2 separate regions of the Mus musculus genome follow, and region 1 is linked to region 2. A link is a contact called in public Hi-C data. All regions are on one chromosome and are shown on one strand. Each heading gives the region's core, a stretch centred on a gene start, on an enhancer-like site or on the middle of the called end of the contact. The rest is flanking DNA. Distances are from core to core; before and after follow the strand shown. Region 1 has its middle 9.0 kb from the start of Gm39565. Region 2 overlaps 4930452A19Rik (RIKEN cDNA 4930452A19 gene).

Region 1 (3,688 bases), core at 407-2,906, 610 kb before region 2:
GTAGGGGAGACCTACTTTAAGAAGTAGTGAGAGACCCTGTCTTTAAAAAACAAAAAACAAAACAAAACAAAAATAAAAACAACAACAAAAAACCCCAATGTGTAGGGTGATTGATCGAGTCACCCAACCTTAGCCTCTGGCCTTCACTTGCACAGACACCTGCACCTGTGTGCACACAGAGACGCTAAGTGATCACAGATGGATCATGTCAGGGGCCGAAATGGCTTGTTCGGGCGCCAAACAACACTCTACACATATTTGATCAGGGTGACAGAATAAACTGCTGTTGTTCTTCTACATGTGTGTTTTTAATTAAAGTAAAAGATAATGTTCAAGAAGGAGAAGACAGTCTAACCCACTAAATTGAAGCCAAGAAAGAGCATAGGATTTGAAGACTGTATTAGCACCGTAGTGCACCTACCAGCCTCTGTGTACCTTGCAATCCATAAAGAAAAGCGACTGGGCCCTGGACTTCTAAGACTGCATCCAGTTCTAAACATTTTTAAGAAGAGAAATCTGTTAAGTTTGAATATGTTCTAAAATGCAGTCAAAATCCCTTCCCAAGCTTGGGTCCAGTTTCTTTAACAACTTTGTTAGCAGAAAGAAAGGGAGTTCAATGAGGGAACACAAAGAATCGCAGTCAGGACCTCGCTCCCACCAGGCATGCAGTTCAAACGGAGATGAGGAGAGGAGAGTGGACTCAAATACAAATAAAGAAGAAAGTCAACCTGGACCCACAGCGGTCCCTCTCACTTGTCAGTGGCTTGAGAAAGGAACTCAGCACACAGAGACCAGAGCTATATTGGTGTGCACGTGGAAAGACATCCTGTCATGGGATATTATATTCTGAGTGGGAGCCTCAGAGCACAGAGACAAGTGGACCCTTGGGAGACAAGAAGGGAGGTAGATCCTGGTTCTGAGCTGCCTCCAGACTGGGCCTGGTTCACCACAAGAACTCAGAAAATGTTGGCTGAAAACTCTGGAGAACAGTAGTGGGGGAGAAACTGTTTCATTTGAAGTATTGGACAAATGTCCTCGAGGGGTGAGATAAACACTTCATTTAATAAGCCTTGACTGGGAAGTTCTCTCGCTGTAATACCTGCACGGATTCCAAGTCCAAGGTTCTGGATAAAAAGAAACTCTGGAGGGGCTGAGGAGATGGCTTGGACAGTAAAGTTCTTGCTAGTCAGGTATGAGGACCTGGTATTTAACTTGGCCACTGTGAAAAGAGCAAAGCATGGTGCCGTATGCCTTCGATCCCAGCTACTAGGAGGCTAGACAGGAGAATCCCTCGGGCTCCCTGGATAGCCAAGCTAGCCAATCAGACAGTGAGAGACCCTGTCTTTAAAAAACAAAAAACAAAACAAAACAAAAATAACAACAACAACAAAAAAAAAAAAACCCCAATGTGTAGGGTGATTGATCGAGACACCCAACCTTAGCCTCTGGCCTTCACTTGCACAGACACCTGCACCTGTGTGCACACAGAGATGCTAAGTGATCACAGATGGAAAGCACACACCAGTATCACAGGGAACGTGAAGCTATTGCCCCAAAAGATCAGAAATATCACCAAGACCGCAAGATACTAACATAGTGAGGTCATACGTAGTTGATAACATAGTGAGGTCATATGTAGTCAAGCGTAACCAATGAGATTATGGCCCCAGGATGATCCCACACTCTAGCCCTCAAGCCTTCCAGAGGCCTAGGCTCACTGGACACAGCCTGGTGGGGAGGGTCAGACCTGATTTACACCTTTGATTACATGATATAATTTGGCACAAGAGAGGTCACTCAGCCTCTCTGGGTCAGATCCAGATCTAAAATCTAGGAATTTCACGTCTCAACCTTCACAGCCCTGGCCACAATGCCTAAGGTGGGAAATTCGGCACCAAACGTGGTCACAGCCAAGCCAATACCTCATTGCAAGTCTATAGGGCAAGCGAATGAAAGAATGAATATAAATCAAGTCTCCCCAAAATATCTTTTTTTTCTTGAAAATCTTGAAGTAACAATCAAAAGTGGAGCTCTGACTTGCAGACTTTGATTCGCTGTCACTGAACAAGTTGAAAAATTTTATGGAGAGACACTTGAACCTTTGAGTACCATCTTGGAGTGGTGATGACCTCTTGTGCATATTTATACACTAAGATTCATAATAACCACTTGAAAGACTAGGGTTCTCTCCCCGCAGGGAGCAGAGCTATGTGAGGTGTAAGAAAATATTCCAAGTTCGAAGGTCCAACTATGTAAGATATGGAAGGCAAGAGTTCTTTCCACAAGTAGAAAACACCTTGGCACTTGACAAACCCACTTTCTTATGGCGCCAGGGCACAGGTGGGCACTCAGGTGACCCTTGAAAGCTGATGAAAGCTTGCCTCGCCCTCACCCGGCATTCCTTCTGAGAAGCATCGCCAGCCTGGTTGAAGCAGGTGTAGTGTTCCTGGGTCCAGACGGGTAACATTTTAAGATGGGGAACTGGCTCTTGGTCAAGTACTTAGCAAAAGAATTCCAAAGAGGCCCTACAGCCTGGGCCACTTTGCAAAACCTTCTTGTAGATAGAGGAATTCTAACTCTCTCAAAGTAAAATCCATGGTCCCCTCCTCCCACACCCCTTCTCCACCCTATCCCCATTTTCTCCATAAGGGAATTGTTTTATTTATTTTTTGTATGAGTCAAAGCACTATTTCTATTGTTCATTGATATGCTAATATCATATTATACTGTTTTGGACACGTGAAATGAAATTTAATACTTTCAAATGTATTTTTTAAAAGGTAGTTAAACACAATGCCTTAATCTGGTTTTTTTGTTGTTGTTGTTGGTTGGTTGGTTTTGGGTTTTTGTTGTTGTTGTTTGTTTGTTTGTTTGTTTTCTTTTTCCAGCCTGAGGGTAAATTTCCTTCCTGGAAATCCCACTTCTTTCTACCATTATAAATGACTTAATACCATTTATTTTTCTGAAGAGGGAGGGGGGATAACAAGGAAGCATTCAGATCACATTTCAAGCATGAAGGCATTTAATAATGGAGGAAGAAAATAAAACAAAACCCATGCAGCCAAAAGGAGGGGGAAGCACGCACAAGACTCAAGGCCAGCGTCACTGCACCACAAAGTGAGAAGAAGTCTTTATTTTTGGGCCGATTTTAAGTAGTCTCTGATTTTTCTTTTCTCCTTGATCAAAGTGAAAATATAATTAAAGATTCAGAAATTTCTCTTCTTGGAGACAGGCAGAAGCGACATGCTCATCCTGAAGTCGGCATGAAAGATTCATCCCACACTGGACACAACAGGCTTCTCGATTCACTGGGTCCTTCTGCCTTGATGAAATTCTTCCTGACACATCTACCCCAGCACACTGCTAATTACTTTTCTATTTATTGAGTCAACCTGTGAGTGGAAAGCAATCTCTTGCCAGGGAAATGTTTGACTCCCATGCTAAGTAGACAGCATTCCAATCCTGTGAGGTTGAGGACAGCCTGGGACCTACTTTTATCCCATTGCCATGCCAAATTAGCACCTATCAGACACTCAGTTTGACAGGACTTATATTACTCCTCTGCAAAAACCAGTAGTTCTTAGATGTTGCTAAATGGGTGGGTGCAGGGCAGTCTCTGCTGCTTTCGCCCTGAAAAGGATCGTAAGGGTTAACTGTAAAGTCTGAACTGTAAGGAGGGGAGGTTTCA
Region 2 (3,913 bases), core at 547-3,046:
AAAGGGAAGTTAACTTGGGTTTGGAAAGTTAGGAAAAGGTGTTGCTGCCATGCAGATCCCTTGCTCAATGAGGGCCAGTGAATCCTTTGCCCACTGAGTGCCAGCTCTCTCTCTCTCTCTCTCTCTCTCTCTCTCTCTCTGAGTGTGTGCATGCGTTTGTGCGTGTGCGATAATGGCTGATGCAACTGTTGGAAACCAGAGGCTTAGCTCATGGGTGCTTCCATGGTTGGGTCAGGGTATGCTTTATTTGTAGAAGGCTGACTAAATCTTGACCCCAGCTATCTTGGCAAGCTGCAAGTGGCCATGTGAGAGATGAGCTTCAGGCTCAAGCCCAGCTCCTGGAAGACAGGTGTCTACAGAGAAGGATGGTACTACCCTCAGAGACTCCTGTAAGGAAAGCAGGCCTTTAATGATGTGGGGGAGCTGAACCCACGGAAGGGGTATCTAGGGAGATAGATGGTATGAACCAAAAGTAAGGAAACTGGCTGTGAGCTATTGGGTAGGAAACACACACACACACACACACACACACACACACACACACGAAAAGAACTGTGGGAAGCCTGTGCTCTCAGGGGACAGATGCTGTCCCTAGGGTCCTTCAGCTCAGGGACCACACTGATCACAGGTTCCTTTTCTTTGCCTGTCCTGGCCATTGGTTTTCCTGGCCAAACCTGCCATATTTTCTCCCAGGACACATGCATGGTGTGCCATTTTGAAGGAGAATCAACAAAAACAGAAGTCAGGTTGGAAGGCATCCATGCTGTCTGGGTGTCAGAAGAGGGGGTGTTAACATCGTCTCTTAATTTGCCATCACATCATATACCCCTACCTTAAAATGAAGAACAAGAATAGTACTTTTTCCTCTTCTTCAGAGACCCCTCCCTGGTACTGGCATAAACTCACATGTGCAGAGACCAGTCAGGCTTGCCCCCTGTATCCCCCTCTCTGGACCCCCATGTGTACTGTGTGTCTACCAGGCTGCTCACAGGTGGCCTTAGGGGCCGTTGCTTTTCAAATGGTGAAACAAATTTGGTGGGTTTTGGTTGTCATTGATTGGCTTTGACACACTGCTGAGGTTGGGCACCAAGGACCCCTGGTACTTTAAGTCACTTTTATCGCTCAAATATGGAGCTTTGACAGCTGAAACGCCTTATGAGAATAGCATTTAAATGTGCAATGCGCCATAAATACGCAGAGTGCGACAGCCAGGAAGCTGTGCTAATCGCGGCTTTGATGTCCCACGAACTACTGTAGCTGGCAGTCCTCGTGCTTCTGCAGGCCTCTTTGGACTTAGCAGATACCGCTCAGTGGATCCAGTTTTCCACTCCTCCCCTCACGAGGACAGCTGTCATCCCTGACTCAAAGGAAAAATCCTTTCTGGGCCCTTGCTTGGCCACAGCCTTTCCTGGCCATACTCCTAGGAGCCTCTCGCTTCCTCCCTGCCCGGGAGTGGCAGAGGGTGAGGCTGGCTAGACCCAGCCAGACTTTCCCAAAGTTCTGTGTCATTTACCACCTTGTCCTACAGCAACATGCTATTTTTAATTTCTGGCGACTGCTACTCTTGATTGGCTGGGACAAGAAATGGAAGTTCAGCTTGACTTGAGTAACAGGGAAAACGGTCCGTCCCCGACAGAACATGCAGCAGGAAAGCTGAAGGTTCGCTATAGAAGCATGGGTAGACCACCCTAGCTTCCGCTGTACTTAAAAGCTGCCAGTAAGAAGCCTGAATGCTTACATTTGATAAGAGCCTTGATCTTTGGATTCCATGGTCACTACAGAGTGCAAGGAAACCACAAAGGGTGTCTGCTGTCTGTAATTTATTAGGTTTCAGAGCATCCCAGGAACTACAGACTCAATCCCTCAGCTCTTGGGTCCAGGAGCGCCCTCTTGTGGGAGAAAGCACTTTTGCCTGGAATTTCTATTTGTCTTTTTTTTTTTTTTTTTCCTCCAGTTTTTAATTTTTGAGAGTTTCCTACATGCATATACTATGCTTTGGTAACTTTTCCCCCAGTTCCTCCCCTTCATCTCTTCCTCTCCCCTCACTTTCTCTCCCTATTTAATGCTTCTTGTTTGTATACTTACTGAGTCCACCAAGTGCTGTCTGTATGGGCATGGGTATAGGACCATCCAACTAGGGCATTCTTTATTATTTTTGTTTTGTTTTAAACTTGTTCTTACTTCTGGAAGAACAATATTAGTTCATAGTTTTGGAGAGTAGAGGAGCTGGAGAAATGGGTGGGTTTACTATGCTAACCAATACCATCAGTACTTGTCTGTCTTAGGGCTTCATTGTTATGTGAAGAGACACTATGATCAAGGACAGCGTTGTGGCTGGCTTACAGGTTTAGAAGTTCAGCCCATTATCAGGAAGGCAAAAAGCATGGCAGTGTCCAGGCAGACATGGTGGTGGAGAAGGAGCTGCGAGTTCTGGCATCTTGATTGGAAGGTAGTCAGGAGAAGATTGGCTTCCACGTGGTGTCATTGCCCACCCCCACAGTGACAGACACACTTCCTCCAACAAGGCCACACCCACTCCAACAAGGCCACACCTCTTAATAGCTCCACTACCGGGGGCAAACATATTCAAACCATCACACTATTCCTTTGTATGTGTGTATCACATATGAATGCATGGTGTATGGGTATGTGTATGTATTATCACACATACAGAGGCCACAGGAGGATGTTGGTGGTAGTGTTCCATCACTCAACACCTTACTCTTCTGACACAGAGACCTTTGCTCAACCTGGAGCTAGGATGGTAGCCCGCAAGCCCCAGCAATCCTCTAGTTTCTGTTCCCATACCTCTGGAGTTGCAGGATCATATATATGCCTTTAAAATGGACATGGGGGACCTGAATTCAGGTTATCTATCATCCTTGTTCAGCAGGTGTCTTAGCCACTGAGCCATTTACTGCTCTCTCCCTGTCTTAGGGTTTCTATTGCTGTGAAGAGACACCATGACCAAGGCAATTCTTATAAAGGACAACATTTAATTGGGTCTGGCTTACAGTTCAGGGGTTTAGTCCATTATCATCACGGCAGGAAACATGGCAGCATCCAGGCAGACATGGTGTTGGAAAAAGAGCTGTGAGTTCTATACCCGGATGGGCAGGCAGCAGGAAGTAGAAGTGACACTAGACCTGGCTTGAGCATTTTAGACCTCAAAGCCTGCCCCCTAGTGACACACTTCTTCCAACAAGGACACACCTCCTAATAGCCACTCCCTATGGATTTATGGGCACCATTTTTACTTAAACTATCACACTCTTTATTCTTTTTTTGATGTAAGTTTTTCACAAGCAACCCAGAAGTGAGCCTTTCTTCTGAAAAGGATTCTGATGTTAATGGTTCTTTTACACCTATCTCAAACGAACATTTTATTTCTTTATCCATCTGCTTCACAGAGGAACAACTATACAGGTTGTGCTGCTTTTATTTAATCTATACACTTCGAGGAAATTGGGCTTTAATTTTTATGCTCTGAGGTTGCCTACCCCACCAGAATCAAAAGACCCAGCACTTCCATGGCCTCAAACATCCTCGTGCTCTGCTGTTATCACGGGTGGATGCTCAATGTGCAGTCTGTCATCTTCATGTCTGAAAGCACACAGTGCTGTGCTGCTGACTACAGACATGTCACCGATCGATCATCAGTTCTCAGAACTTGTTCACCTTCACGCCCACTGTCTGCTCCTGGCCCCAGTCCCCAGCAACTAGTTCCCTCTTTTCTGTTTTATGAATACTGTTACCTTTATGCATCATAGAAGGAAATTTGCAGTCTGCTTGAACGTTTGTCTGTTGAAAACCTCACAGTGCCTAGGCATCTATCAGTTGGACATCACCATTGCCCAGCTCTCTTAGTCTCAAGCTTACATCTAGGCACAGATCTAGCTGTCCTCCTAGGATA

Evidence for each region. Hi-C and Micro-C count contacts between places; a contact is called where the count stands out from the background.
Region 1: a Hi-C map of muscle stem cells shows a contact between it and region 2, with 4 times the contacts expected there. The contact joins two enhancer-like sites. A contact is called at or near these places in 4 of 484 Hi-C or Micro-C datasets (the N1E-115 cell line, bone marrow-derived macrophages, muscle stem cells and 1 more), 4 of 115 datasets of contacts at active chromatin or transcription factors (bone marrow-derived macrophages, embryonic midbrain, embryonic stem cells and 1 more) and 1 of 9 other capture datasets (embryonic stem cells).

The regions. Positions count from the first base shown.
Region 1 is chr17:10,360,684-10,364,371 of GRCm38.p6, reverse strand. No RefSeq gene overlaps it. Among named protein-coding and RNA genes, the nearest start is that of Gm39565, 9.0 kb to the left of the region's middle. Within about 2 kb of position 1,656, at least 8 of the 459 cell types and tissues checked have an H3K27ac peak or open chromatin away from gene starts, as enhancers often do. A contact at or near this core is called in muscle stem cells, where this site is marked.
Region 2 is chr17:9,754,339-9,758,251 of GRCm38.p6, reverse strand. The region is part of intron 3 of 4930452A19Rik (RIKEN cDNA 4930452A19 gene); the gene reads left to right. Among named protein-coding and RNA genes, the nearest start is that of 4930452A19Rik, 20 kb to the left of the region's middle. Within about 2 kb of position 1,796, at least 33 of the 459 cell types and tissues checked have an H3K27ac peak or open chromatin away from gene starts, as enhancers often do. A contact at or near this core is called in muscle stem cells, where this site is marked.